Linked DNA regions of Sus scrofa: all the other regions are linked to region 1. Evidence: chromatin contacts called from public HiChIP or PLAC-seq data. All regions are on one chromosome and are shown on one strand. Each heading gives the region's core, a stretch centred on a gene start, on an enhancer-like site or on the middle of the called end of the contact. The rest is flanking DNA. Distances are from core to core; before and after follow the strand shown. Region 1 holds the start of CELSR2 (cadherin EGF LAG seven-pass G-type receptor 2). Region 2 holds the start of ATXN7L2 (ataxin-7-like protein 2). Region 3 holds the start of PSMA5 (proteasome subunit alpha 5).

The links. HiChIP or PLAC-seq counts read pairs in DNA pulled down with a chosen protein or histone mark.
Region 2: a contact with region 1 is called in an H3K27ac HiChIP or PLAC-seq map of skeletal muscle, with 5 times the contacts expected there. The contact joins the promoter of ATXN7L2 here to the promoter of CELSR2 in region 1. A contact is called at or near these places in 3 of 5 promoter capture datasets (fetal skeletal muscle and liver) and 2 of 2 datasets of contacts at active chromatin or transcription factors (alveolar macrophages and skeletal muscle).
Region 3: an H3K27ac HiChIP or PLAC-seq map of alveolar macrophages shows a contact between it and region 1. The contact joins the promoter of PSMA5 here to the promoter of CELSR2 in region 1. A contact is called at or near these places in 1 of 47 Hi-C or Micro-C datasets (blood) and 1 of 2 datasets of contacts at active chromatin or transcription factors (alveolar macrophages).

What each region holds. Positions count from the first base shown.
Region 1 is chr4:110,843,401-110,847,006 of Sscrofa11.1, forward strand. CELSR2 (cadherin EGF LAG seven-pass G-type receptor 2) reads right to left here and starts at 1,954. Exons shown (of 35, transcript XM_021090085.1): 1 at 1-1,954. The coding sequence starts at 1,533.
Region 2 is chr4:110,644,306-110,647,911 of Sscrofa11.1, forward strand. ATXN7L2 (ataxin-7-like protein 2) reads right to left here and starts at 1,776. Exons shown (of 11, transcript XM_021090075.1): 1 at 1,586-1,776. The coding sequence starts at 1,712. It overlaps SYPL2 (synaptophysin-like protein 2), which reads right to left. Exons shown (of 7, transcript XM_021090083.1): 7 at 3,485-3,606.
Region 3 is chr4:110,693,748-110,697,353 of Sscrofa11.1, forward strand. PSMA5 (proteasome subunit alpha 5) reads left to right here and starts at 1,682. Exons shown (of 9, transcript NM_001144901.1): 1 at 1,682-1,822. The coding sequence starts at 1,794. It overlaps LOC102167065 (a long non-coding RNA gene), which reads right to left and starts at 1,592. Exons shown (of 2, transcript XR_303194.3): 1 at 1,143-1,592.

The DNA of each region.
Region 1 (3,606 bases), core at 704-3,203:
CTGGAAGGGGGTGCTGACAAAGATAGGGGCATTGTCATTGATATCCAGGACCTGCACTGTCACTAGGCCAGAGACGTTTGAGAGAGGGGGGCGGCCACCATCCTGTGCCCGAACCCGTAAGGTGTATTCCTTGGTTGTCTCATAGTCAAGAGGGCTCACCACATCCAGAGCGCCAGTCTGGGCATCTAAGTAAAACTGTCCCCGAGCATTGCCACTCATGATGCTGTAGTGCACCAGGGCATTGCTGCCCTTGTCTCTATCCGAGGCTGTGACCCGAAGTACCAGGGCTCCTGGGGTCACGTCCTCCCATACCTGGACCACATAGCGCTTCTCACTGAACTGGGGGGCATTGTCATTATCATCCTCCACAGACAGGAAAACAGCAGCTGTGGCACTCCGTGGACCAGGGTCCCGACCCTGGTCACTTGCTTCCACTGTCAACTGGTAGGATTCCACCTCTTCCCGATCCACTGGGCCTCGGGTTCGGATCACCCCAGAGCGAGGGTCAATCTCAAAGACTTCAGAGGGCCCGCCCCCAGGGCCCTCCAGCAAGCGGTACAGAATATTGGCATTGGGAGGGGCATCACCATCTGTGGCTCTGACAGTGAGAACCTCATAGCCAACCTCCAGGTTCTCCCTGAGGCTCTCCTTATACTCCAGCTGCTCAAAAACTGGGTCATGATCATTGGTGTCAGTCACCAGGATGGTGAGCGTGGCCAGGGCACTGCGTCGGGGCATGCCGTGATCCTGTGCCGTGACCCTGAAGACATGGGTGCTCTTGGTCTCACGATCCAGCTCCTCGACTGTGGTTACTGCACCGGTGACTGGGTCCAGGGAGAAGAAATGGTTGGAGCGGCTATCGAAGAGGGCATCCATAGTGTACTCAAGCCGACCTGCCTCACCCTCATCCGGGTCGATGGCCCGCAGAGATGCCACAGGAGTACCTGCTGGCTGATTCTCGGGCACTGTGGCCTGGTAGCTGGGGGGCTGGAACTGGGGGGCTGTATTCACATTCCTTTTCCGACGCCCACCCATGGACTCTTCTGCCGAGCTGTCCCCTGCCCTGAACCCTGGAGTCTGCACTAGCTTACAAGACTGGCATCTCAGCCGCGGGGCCTTTAAACACAGGTGCTCATGAGGCAGGGTGAGCTTGCCCTGTGAGGAAAGGTGGCCTCCAATGCCCAGAAGACGACAGCTCCAGGGGCAGCCTTCCCGGGCTGGCGGCAGGGGGATGTGGGCCCCAGATTCTGGACACCAGACCCTCAGGCCATCGTGGTGGGGCACCAGATGGCCAGTCAGTTCGGTCCCCGCATCCCTGCAGCGGCTGGTGTAGAGCCAGAGGTTCGAGGATGAGTCTGGACAGAGCCAGCCCACGGGGGCGCAAGCCCCCGAGGAGCCGCGTCCCCCGGGCCCCAGGGAACGACAGGGCCCCACTTGGTCTCCCAGCAGTGGCCGCAGCAGCAGCAGCAGCAGCAGTAGCAGCAGCGGCGGCAGCGGCGTTGGAAGGGGGGCGCGGGCCGCCGGGCTCCGCATCTCTCCCACTTCCCGGCCGGCCGGGTCAACGGCGGCGGCGGCTCCTCCTCCCGCTCCTGCCGGCCCCGCCGCGCCTCATGCCCAGGCCGGGGCGCCAGTCCCCGGGGTCCACTCGTGCGCCCCGCAGGGCCTGCTCCTTAATGCCTCAACAGGGCCTGGCGCTGCGCGCTCCCACGCGCCCCGGCTCCCACCGTTCCCCGAGCCGGGCCCGCGACCCGGGTCACCCCGACCACCACCGGCTGGCGCGGCGCCTCTACTTGCACACCCGGCTCTCTCCACCTGCGCCCGCGGGCCCCGCGCCCTTGGCCCTGCCGGTCCCCCGGTCCTTGGAGTGCCCCTCGCCCCCGCGGGATAGCCCACCTGCGCCCGCGGAGCTTTGCACCCGGACCCTGGCCGGGACCCGGCCGCCCCTGACGGCCCCGCGCCGCCCGCTCGTGCCCCGCGTCCCCGCCGGCGCTGCCGCTGCTGTCGCCGCGGCCCCGGGCCCAGCCCCACGCTCCCTCGCCTTCCAGGCTGGCGGGCGGGCGAGCTCTGCAGAGCGGTGGCGGCGGCGGCGGCGGCTCATTACCATAGACCTGCTCGCGCCGCCGCCGCCTTAAAGTGGCGATGCCAGCCGCACCAAAGGAGGTGGGCCCCGCCCAGCTTCCTCCTCCGCAAGAGTCTCTAGAATTCCCGCAGTCCAGACGCCCCTGCCCCTAACGAACCGCACCCCAGGCCTGCCCCTGGGCCGATGCCAGATCCCTACAATAGTCTAGAGAGAAATTAATCAGAAGCCAGACAGCAATGATAATAATGGTGGCAGTAACCCCTAAGTATGCTTAGGGGTTTTCAAAATATTTTGAAGGGCTCTCAGACCGTGTGTCCACCTCACACCGCTCAGAAAGGCTGGATGTTGCTAGCTGCTGAGAAGAGCCCTTGTGGCTGTCCCCTCCACAGCTCTCGGGTCAGACTGAGCTAAAATGGCCCTGCTCAATAGTATAAAGTCTCCCCCACCGCCCAGAGAAACACTCTGTTTCCCTGGGAACACACAGAAAGGTCCTGAGCCCCTCTCCCCAACCTCCACCCCTACCCTGACCCGGACCCCTACCCCTACCCCTACCCCTCGCCTTGGCAAAGCTGTGATCTAATCAGGCTGCCCCCCTTGGGGTCCAGCTGCAGAATGCAGTGCAGAATGATGACCCCAGCCTCAATTCCGAGGCCACCTGGGCTTTTCTGGGGGAGGTAAGCCAGGAGTGTCAGAGCCAAAGCCAGCTGGTATAAACACACTTAGCTGCTTCTGAGGCCTAGAGAGGGTGAAACTTGTACAGGTCATGAGGCTGTGCTAGGGGTGGAGCCAAGTTTTAACACAGGTTCCCCAGTCCTAGACTGCTCCATCAGGGCCTCTTGTCTGAATAGATGCCCTCTTGCCAGCTCCGTCCTTCCCCGGACGGACGGGGAACTGTGGGAGCCAACCATGGGAGCAGCACAAGGCTGAGGCTGGTGGTGAGAGGGCTGGCCTAGGGAGGAGGCCAGGGCTTTTCTCCTCCAAGCCCACCACCCTCTAGCTTTGGGACACCTTGGTCAAATGCTTGTGCCTCAGTTTCTTTTAGTAAAATGAGGGGATTGAAAAGCTCCAGAATTTCTTTTCTTCTTTTTTCTTTTTTTTTGTCTTTTTGCCTTTTCTAGGGCCACTCCCGTGGCATATGGAGGTTCCCAGGGCTAGGGGTTGAATTGGAGCTGTTGCTGCTGGCCTACACCACAGCCACAGCAACGCCAGATCCGAGCCACATCTGCGACCTACACCACAGCTCACGGCAATGCTGGATCCTTAACCCACTGAGCAAGGCCAGGGATAGAACTCACAACCTCATGATTCCTAGTAGGATTCATTTCCACTGCGCTAAGATGGGAACTCCCAGAATTTCAAAAACATATTTAGCAGTAGAATTCTTTATTTCAAGTGAAATCTAAAAAGAAGCCCAAGAGTTCCTGTTGTGGCTCAGTGGTAATGAACCCGACTAGTACCTGTGAGCACGAGGTTTCAATCTCTGGCCCTGCTCAGTGGGTTAAGGATCCAAGATCGCCATGAGCTGT
Region 2 (3,606 bases), core at 526-3,025, 200 kb before region 1:
GCTTACTTCCTCACTTAAATAGGAAACAGTCCTTAATATATTTTACTACAGATCCCCAAGTCTCTTCTTGAGATGTCTCAGGTGGGTCCTTTCTGCTTTTCTGTGGAATCCCAAACACATACTCTCCCAGGTCCCCATCCCCAATTCTGTTCCACCTGGGTGGCTATGACACTGTCAAAGTTACACCCAGCTTCTCAGGTCCTGTGTTGAGAGGATGGCCACAGAGCAGAGAAACTGCTGTCTTGGGTGTTTGGACATCTTCAAAGTCCCCCTGGTCATCCACACAAGCCCTTTTCCTCTTTGGGGGGGGGTGGGCAAGGGTTGCCCTTGTACCTCAGTTTTTGTTGATGACAAAACATCTTAGCTGTGCAAAGCAGCTCTCTCCCCATCCCCCTGCCTTACTTCTCTCCCCTTCCTCCTCTACGCCCCCTCCCTGTCCCTTGGAAAAAAAAAATCAATTCTGAGTCACCAAACCCGTCTGATTCCATTTCCGGTTCTCATTGCACCCAGACCCTGACAATGGCCCCATCCTTGCCCACCCAGCATGGGGCAGTTCTGAGGTGGCCTGGGCTTCCACTTAGGTCTGCTTCTGACACCTACTAATAGACTTGCCCCTTTCTAGAATGAGAAGAACACTGACAGTCTTATATAATCTCCAGCTATGAGGGGCGGTGGGTTAGGCATGCAAGAACCGAGGGCCAGCTCCCACCCTTAAGTTGGTTAAAATGCAGCGATGGACAGAACTGAGCTGGGAGTTGGATGTCTCAGAGGAGAACAAGTGTCATCAGAGACCGCTCCATGTGGTCTCCTCCTTCACCTCTTCTCACTTGTAAACTTCTTCAGGGGCGTGATGCCTGCTGTCACCCTAAAGGCCACGAGGCCAGATGCCCCCTGGGGTCCAGGAGACAAAGATCAGGAGAAGGGGCTGTCAGGCCGCTCACCAAAAGCACTCGGGGGCCTAGAGAAGGTGAGGGTCAGGAGAGAGAGCCTGGGAGGCAGGGTGAGAGGCCCGGGAAAGGATGGAGGGCTGGAGGCATGGATGGATGGACAGAAGGAGGGAGGAAGGGAGGATGGATAAATGGATGGACCAACGAACTAATGCGGAGGAGGGGGGGTCCGGTGGCACTGCAGCCAGCAGGCAAATGCCAAAAAGGAGCAGGAGGTGTGGGGCAGAAGGCGAAGAAACAAGGGGGACTGGGAGGGGGGCACAGAAGTGGGGTGCGTGGGAAACACGTGGAGAGGACTGCTGCAGATAGGGAAAGCTCGAGGCAGGTGCAGGAGAGGCGGAAGCTGGAGGATAGCAAGCAAGGAGAAACATAAAGGCAAGCAGATGTGGGGGCAGGTATTGGGCAACGGCAGAGGCAGAGGTGGGCAGGGTGGGCTGCTGGCGGAGAGTCGGCACTAGGACCCGGAGGCGCGAAGGTGGCGGAGCAGGCGGGCACTAGGACCCGGCGGGTCCTTTGTTTGGGGGGCCGGGGAGCCGGACGGCGGCTCCCGTCGGCGGCTCCCCTCTGCTGGCGGGGGCCCGGAGGGGGGGAGGGGAGACAGTGATGGGGTCCTTGGACTCTAGGGGAGCTTCACTCACCGTCGGCCGCAGGCAGCTCGGCCCGCTCCACCCACGAGCTCCAGCTCTGTCCCGCGAAGTCATCGAGACTCGGCACCCGCCGCTCCAGAGCGGCCATTGCTGCCGCCGCGCGTTCACGCACCGCCATCACCGCCGCGGACGCGCGCCCGCCCCGGCGCCGCCGCCGCGCGGCCCCCTCCCCCCATCCTCGCCGCGGGCACGCCTCTCCTCTCCTGCCCACCTTTTCAGCTCACTCTTTGCGCAAGCGCAGCACTGGACGCCTTCACTTCACTCTCCCTCTTGAGTAGCCTTCTGGGAAATGTAGTCTTAGAGGTGGTGCATTTGCCTACGGAGCTCGCAGCAAGAGCCCCTCGAAATGCACAATTGCAGGAGAGGGGGGTAAAGAGACCAAAGCCCCAGGACCTCTGCTCCTAACCCTTGTGCACACATCCTTTGTGCTACCAGCTCATTATCCCAAGCTCACTGCTCACAAACCTCAGTCTCAAACCTCTCTCTGCCCAAGACGCCCCTTTAAGCTGTGCTTCCGCCAGCTGGCTGGCGCCCCTTCCTGGGCTGGCGGCCACGAAGCGACTTCGCTTCCCTGTAGATCGAATAGGGTAGGTGCAGTGAGGTGGGCGCTGTGAATCCGAAGGGCAAAGGGAGGGGGTCTGTAGGATGTGCTGAAGGACACAAGGGTTGGAGTGGGGGAGGGTCATCAACTCTCGTGTTGTGCCTCCTGTGTGGGAAACCCACGCTGCCCTGATGCAGAGCAGAGGATTGGAGTGGCGTTGTCTAGGTTTGGGAGGACTTAGCTGAGCTAACCAAGATTACCTGTCAGGATGACAGAAAGCTATCTCCGAGCCCGAGCCAGCCCCGGAACTGGGGTGGCCCCGAGGCTGCTGGTGTTTGCAGCATCTCTGCTGATCCGTCTCTCTCCTCCCGAGAACTGCGATCAATACCCTGTGCTGCCTCTTCCCAAACCCTGGCTGGACCCTGGCTTCATCCATCAATTTGGCTTCTTTTTCTAACGAATATTTTCTCTGCTGGAAGGGTTGCTACCAGAGCCTCGGCATAGGGTGATTTCTCATCAGATCTGTCATTTTCCTTGCTAAGGCCTGGGAAAACCTTAATCATCCACCTCTTTCTTCTTCTCAGCTGATAACATTCCTTCCCACCTTCACACAATCAAGAGACAAAAGCCCACCCCCCAACACCATCACATCAGAAAAGAGAGAACTGATTCTCTTTTCCCTCCTCAACAACTTACACTTCACCCTGTATTCATTATTTCATCTATGGGGAAAACAAATTGGAGTCGAATAAGTCAAGGTCTGTGATGTCAAGACCTCGGACTTTCTTCTCATATTCACCCAGGGAAAGTTAAGTACTTCAATATAATCTCCGAGGGCAGAGATTCTTAACCTGAGAACCACAGATGATTCCCAAAAGGTCCGGGAACCTGGTGACATTGAATGTAATATTGTGCCTAAGTGTATTTTTCTAGGGGATGTAAAGGTAGCATGTGACTGACTGTTGGAAGGGGAAAGAGGTGCAAGTTTGTTCGGCAAAGCACGTAGCTCTCATCTCCTGACAGGAAGCCTGTCTAGGTCACAGATGGTAGGAGAGCAAATGGAAACAGCATTGTGGAAGCTACTATCTCGCGCCTTTTGAGTTTGCTCTAAATTTACTAATGAGTCTTAATGACTTTGGACTAATTGGTGCCACCAAAAGAGGAGATGTCACCAGCCTGGGGCCTGCCAGGAACAACTCCTCAGCCTGCAGACTCCACTGTGGGGGGCGGGGTGGGGGGGGGAGTGTGCAGAGTGGAGAGGAGTGGAATGATGTTTTGATGGAAATGCTGATATTTGTCCAAGAACTTAAAGGGAAGGAGGAGGAAAGAAAATCCCCAGAAGGGCTCCATTCTTGGCTCCCTCGTGGCAAATGCTTGAAGCACTGTTTATTCAAATGTATAGTAACAAGCACCAGAAAACAACATGCAACATTCTCCCCCCCACCACCCCACCCCGACCTGCAATCCCGGA
Region 3 (3,606 bases), core at 432-2,931, 150 kb before region 1:
TTGTGAGACATTCACCACCATATCTGATACTAGTATGGGCTGCAGAGCACCTTGCACCCCTGGATGTTCAGGAAATATTATTAAGCTCGAGTACCTATACAGGTATATAGGTAATGTTTATGTAGGTATATATAGAGTTCCTACATAGTAATTTCTTTCTTTTTTTTAAAATTTTTTTTATTTTTTTGCTTCTTAGGGCTGCACCCAAGGCATATGGAGGTTCCCAGGCCAGGGGCGAATTGGAGCTGTAGTGGCTGACCTACACTACAGCCACAGCAATGCAGGATCCAAGCCATGTCTGCAACCTATACCACAGCTCACAGCAACGCCAGATCCCCGACCCACTGAGCAAGGCCAAGGGTTGAACCTGCGTCCTCATGGATGCTCGTCAGATTCATTAACCCCTAAGCTAGGACGGGAACTCCCCAGTAATTTCAAAAGAACTTCAAAAGAGCAAGCATAGTGAACTTAACTAACATTTTTCAATAGTAAGGCCACATGAGCTAACCAGAAACCTAAAGGATATAATTCTTTTCTCAGAAATCTAACAGATCCTTGAGGATTGCCACTTGGAGTGTCTCCTCAGTTTTATCAGGGTCAAACTTCTTTTGGCTAGGGAACCACAAAATGAAATTCCTGGTGAACTCAAGAATGTAGCAAATAAAACGATGGGAAAAATAAATATCAATATCCAAAATGTCTTATTTCTACATTTCCTCTACCACTGAAATGCCTTGGTCATTTACAAACCTAATCTAGGGCCAAGTTATGAACTTCGCTTGAGAGAGACAGGCCTGGAGAGGTTGAGGCCTTGCCTAGTGGTGTCTCATTACCGGAAACAGAACGCTGGCGTTTCTCTTTTAGTCATAAACTGCCCACTAAATGACTTCCTAACTGGCTTTCCTGAGCAAATAACTCATTCGTTCATAGCTATGAAGCTATGAAGTTGCTTTTCTACCCTTAGGGAAGGGAAGCAAGAAACACACAAAAAGATGGCATTGCCAGCTAATTCTTCATGAATAATAGAAAAAGGCAGTGAACAATTTGAAGCCAGGATTCAGAGTTCTGGGTCACCAAGTCGAAAACCTGTACAGGGGGCAGGGGTTGGGGAGAGGAATGGAAGGAAATGCTGGGAAAATTACCTTGATGGTGCGGTGCGTAAGCTTGAAGGGTTTCCTAATGACTAAACCTCACTAACTTTTCTCAACAAACGAGCCCGAATGCACCGTAGCGCACCCCATCACCTCTCACGTCGAGCCCTGGAGGAAATCCGCGCCGGAGCGGGACGAGCCAGGGATCTTGCGAAACGCCGGGAGGGTAGAGGGCGAAGAGAGACTGGGACCCATGTGCTCTGGCGGGGATTGCGGGAGTCGGCGAGGAGTCTATCCAGCCAAGGGTTCAGTCAGCTCAACTTTCTATACAAGTTCTCCCAGTTGCCAACCTTGGGACGTGGTCACACATTCTCGAAAAAGCGAACTCTCAGCACCTGCCTTCAGCTCCGAGCGCCCCTAGCAACCACTCGCGATTTAAAGCGGAAGAGCGACCTTTGCCCAGCTCGCCCAGGACCAACCGAGGCCTGGCGGGGGAGCGCGTTAGTCCAATCACCTCGGCGGGAACTCCGACCAACCAATAGGAGGCTGACGCAGGAGGGCGGGCTTAAGGGGTCGCCGGCGCACGCGCAGTTGGGAGCGGGACCTCAGTGGTGTGGCGGTGTGGGTGATCTGGGTGCCGGTGGACTCGTGTTGGCCCTTAGAATCCCCGCGTAGCCGCTGTCGCTTTGTCCTGCCGTTACCATGTTTCTTACCCGGTCTGAGTACGACAGGTCTGTGTGGTTGTGGGACGTCGGATCGGGGTTACGGGTGGGCGGGCCCAGGGCCCGGTCTGGGCTTGGGTTCTGCCGTGTCATGGGGGCTCCCCAGGAACCCAAGTCTGGCGGGGCCTGAGGATCTCTTGGCCTCCCCAGCCTCTCGCTGTGATTCTCGAGGCTAAACTTGCGGTTTTGGGCCGCGCATGTCCTACCGCTGAGTCACTGCTGGGTCCTGAGTCGGCACGGAAGCGAGAAACTCCGCTTTGTTCTTGGGGAAAGAAGGCTTGAGGGGCCGTGACTCCGACCTTTAACCCGGGGAAGAACAGGAGTCACCCTACTTCCGTCCATCTTTTCGTGCTGAGCGGGACTGCCTTTTTAAAATGTAAATGTGCTGCCTGGAAGAAAAACAGTTAGAGATCACTTAATGGGTTTGTTAGTTTCAGCTTCTTTTTCCTTCTAGGAGGACCACCTCGTTTCCTGTTTCTTGGTAGTGGGAATAGAGCAGCCATTCCTTTGATCGAGGTGTAGAAGGGCGTGCTGTGTTGTGTAGTTTCTGCAAAAGCGCGAAGACAGTCTCAACTTTGCCCAGATGTGATGTCAGGATTCTCATTTTATGGGAACTGGTATTTAGAATGATTCTTAAGAGTTTTGTCACCGTGCTGATTCAGCTAGCCCTAGGCTTTTCTGACTGGTTGAACAGTGTAGCGAGTTACTTTAAGTGTATGTTGAGACCAAATCAGTTTTTGAAACCAAAACTATGAGATTGTTGTATTTATTTTAAAAAAGCCTTTCAGAGCTTAGAAATGTTAAGTAATATTAACTTGTACATACTTATGCCTACAGCATACTTTTTAACTTTCAGTTTCTGTTTTGGTCAGTTAAGTTTCAGGTAGCTATTAAGCTTTTTTGAATTTTAAAGCCAGGAAAAGCAGATGTTTTCTTTATACTACATGGCTTGAGAAGCTGCATTTCTTTTCAAGTATATATTGAATCTATCAAAAGTTTTATCATGGAGTTCCCTGGTGGCTCAGCGAGCTAAGGACCCAGCGTTGTTAATACTGTGGCCCTGGCTACTGCTGTGGTGTGGGTTTGATCCCTGGCGTGATAACTTCCATATGTCAGGGTTGGGGGGGTGGGAGTGGTGGTTATCACTTAAAACTACCACTTTTCAAAAATCTTTTTACTGACTCATAGAAGATATATGTGAAGTAAAACTGATGTTTTCCTACTGTCTTATAAAATGACTTTTTAAGTCAGTATTTAGCTTCCAGAGCATTGAAGAGAATCATCTTTGGGTGATACAATTTTGAATTAGGCCATGTATGATGGAAATCGTTGTCCTTATCAGCAAGCCTTTATTAAGATTTCTGTAATCATTTACTTAATATCTTCATTAACTGTTTTGTGTTATCCTTATTTGTATCTTCCCAAGAATGTCTAAAATACAGTACTTTTTTATTCACATAGTTAATGTACTTGAATGCTTGCCATGTACAAGGCACTGTTCTAGTTGCTGGTCGTACATACGGCAGAGAACAAAAATCACGATCCTTGTGCTCACATGGGAGACTCTTTTATAGGGCTCTCTGCCAAAGTAACTGTAGTATAAGTTAGAAATGTATTCATGTCATTAGAGAAACTCAAATCAACACTTTGGGAATTTTGATCAGAGATTGTATTCAATATTGGGATTACAGAAAACTTCAAAAGTTGCTGATGCTTAAATTGAGTCTTAAGAGTAAGATTTTAAGGAATTCCCATCATGGCCAGCGGAACTGAATCCGACTAGGAACCCTGAG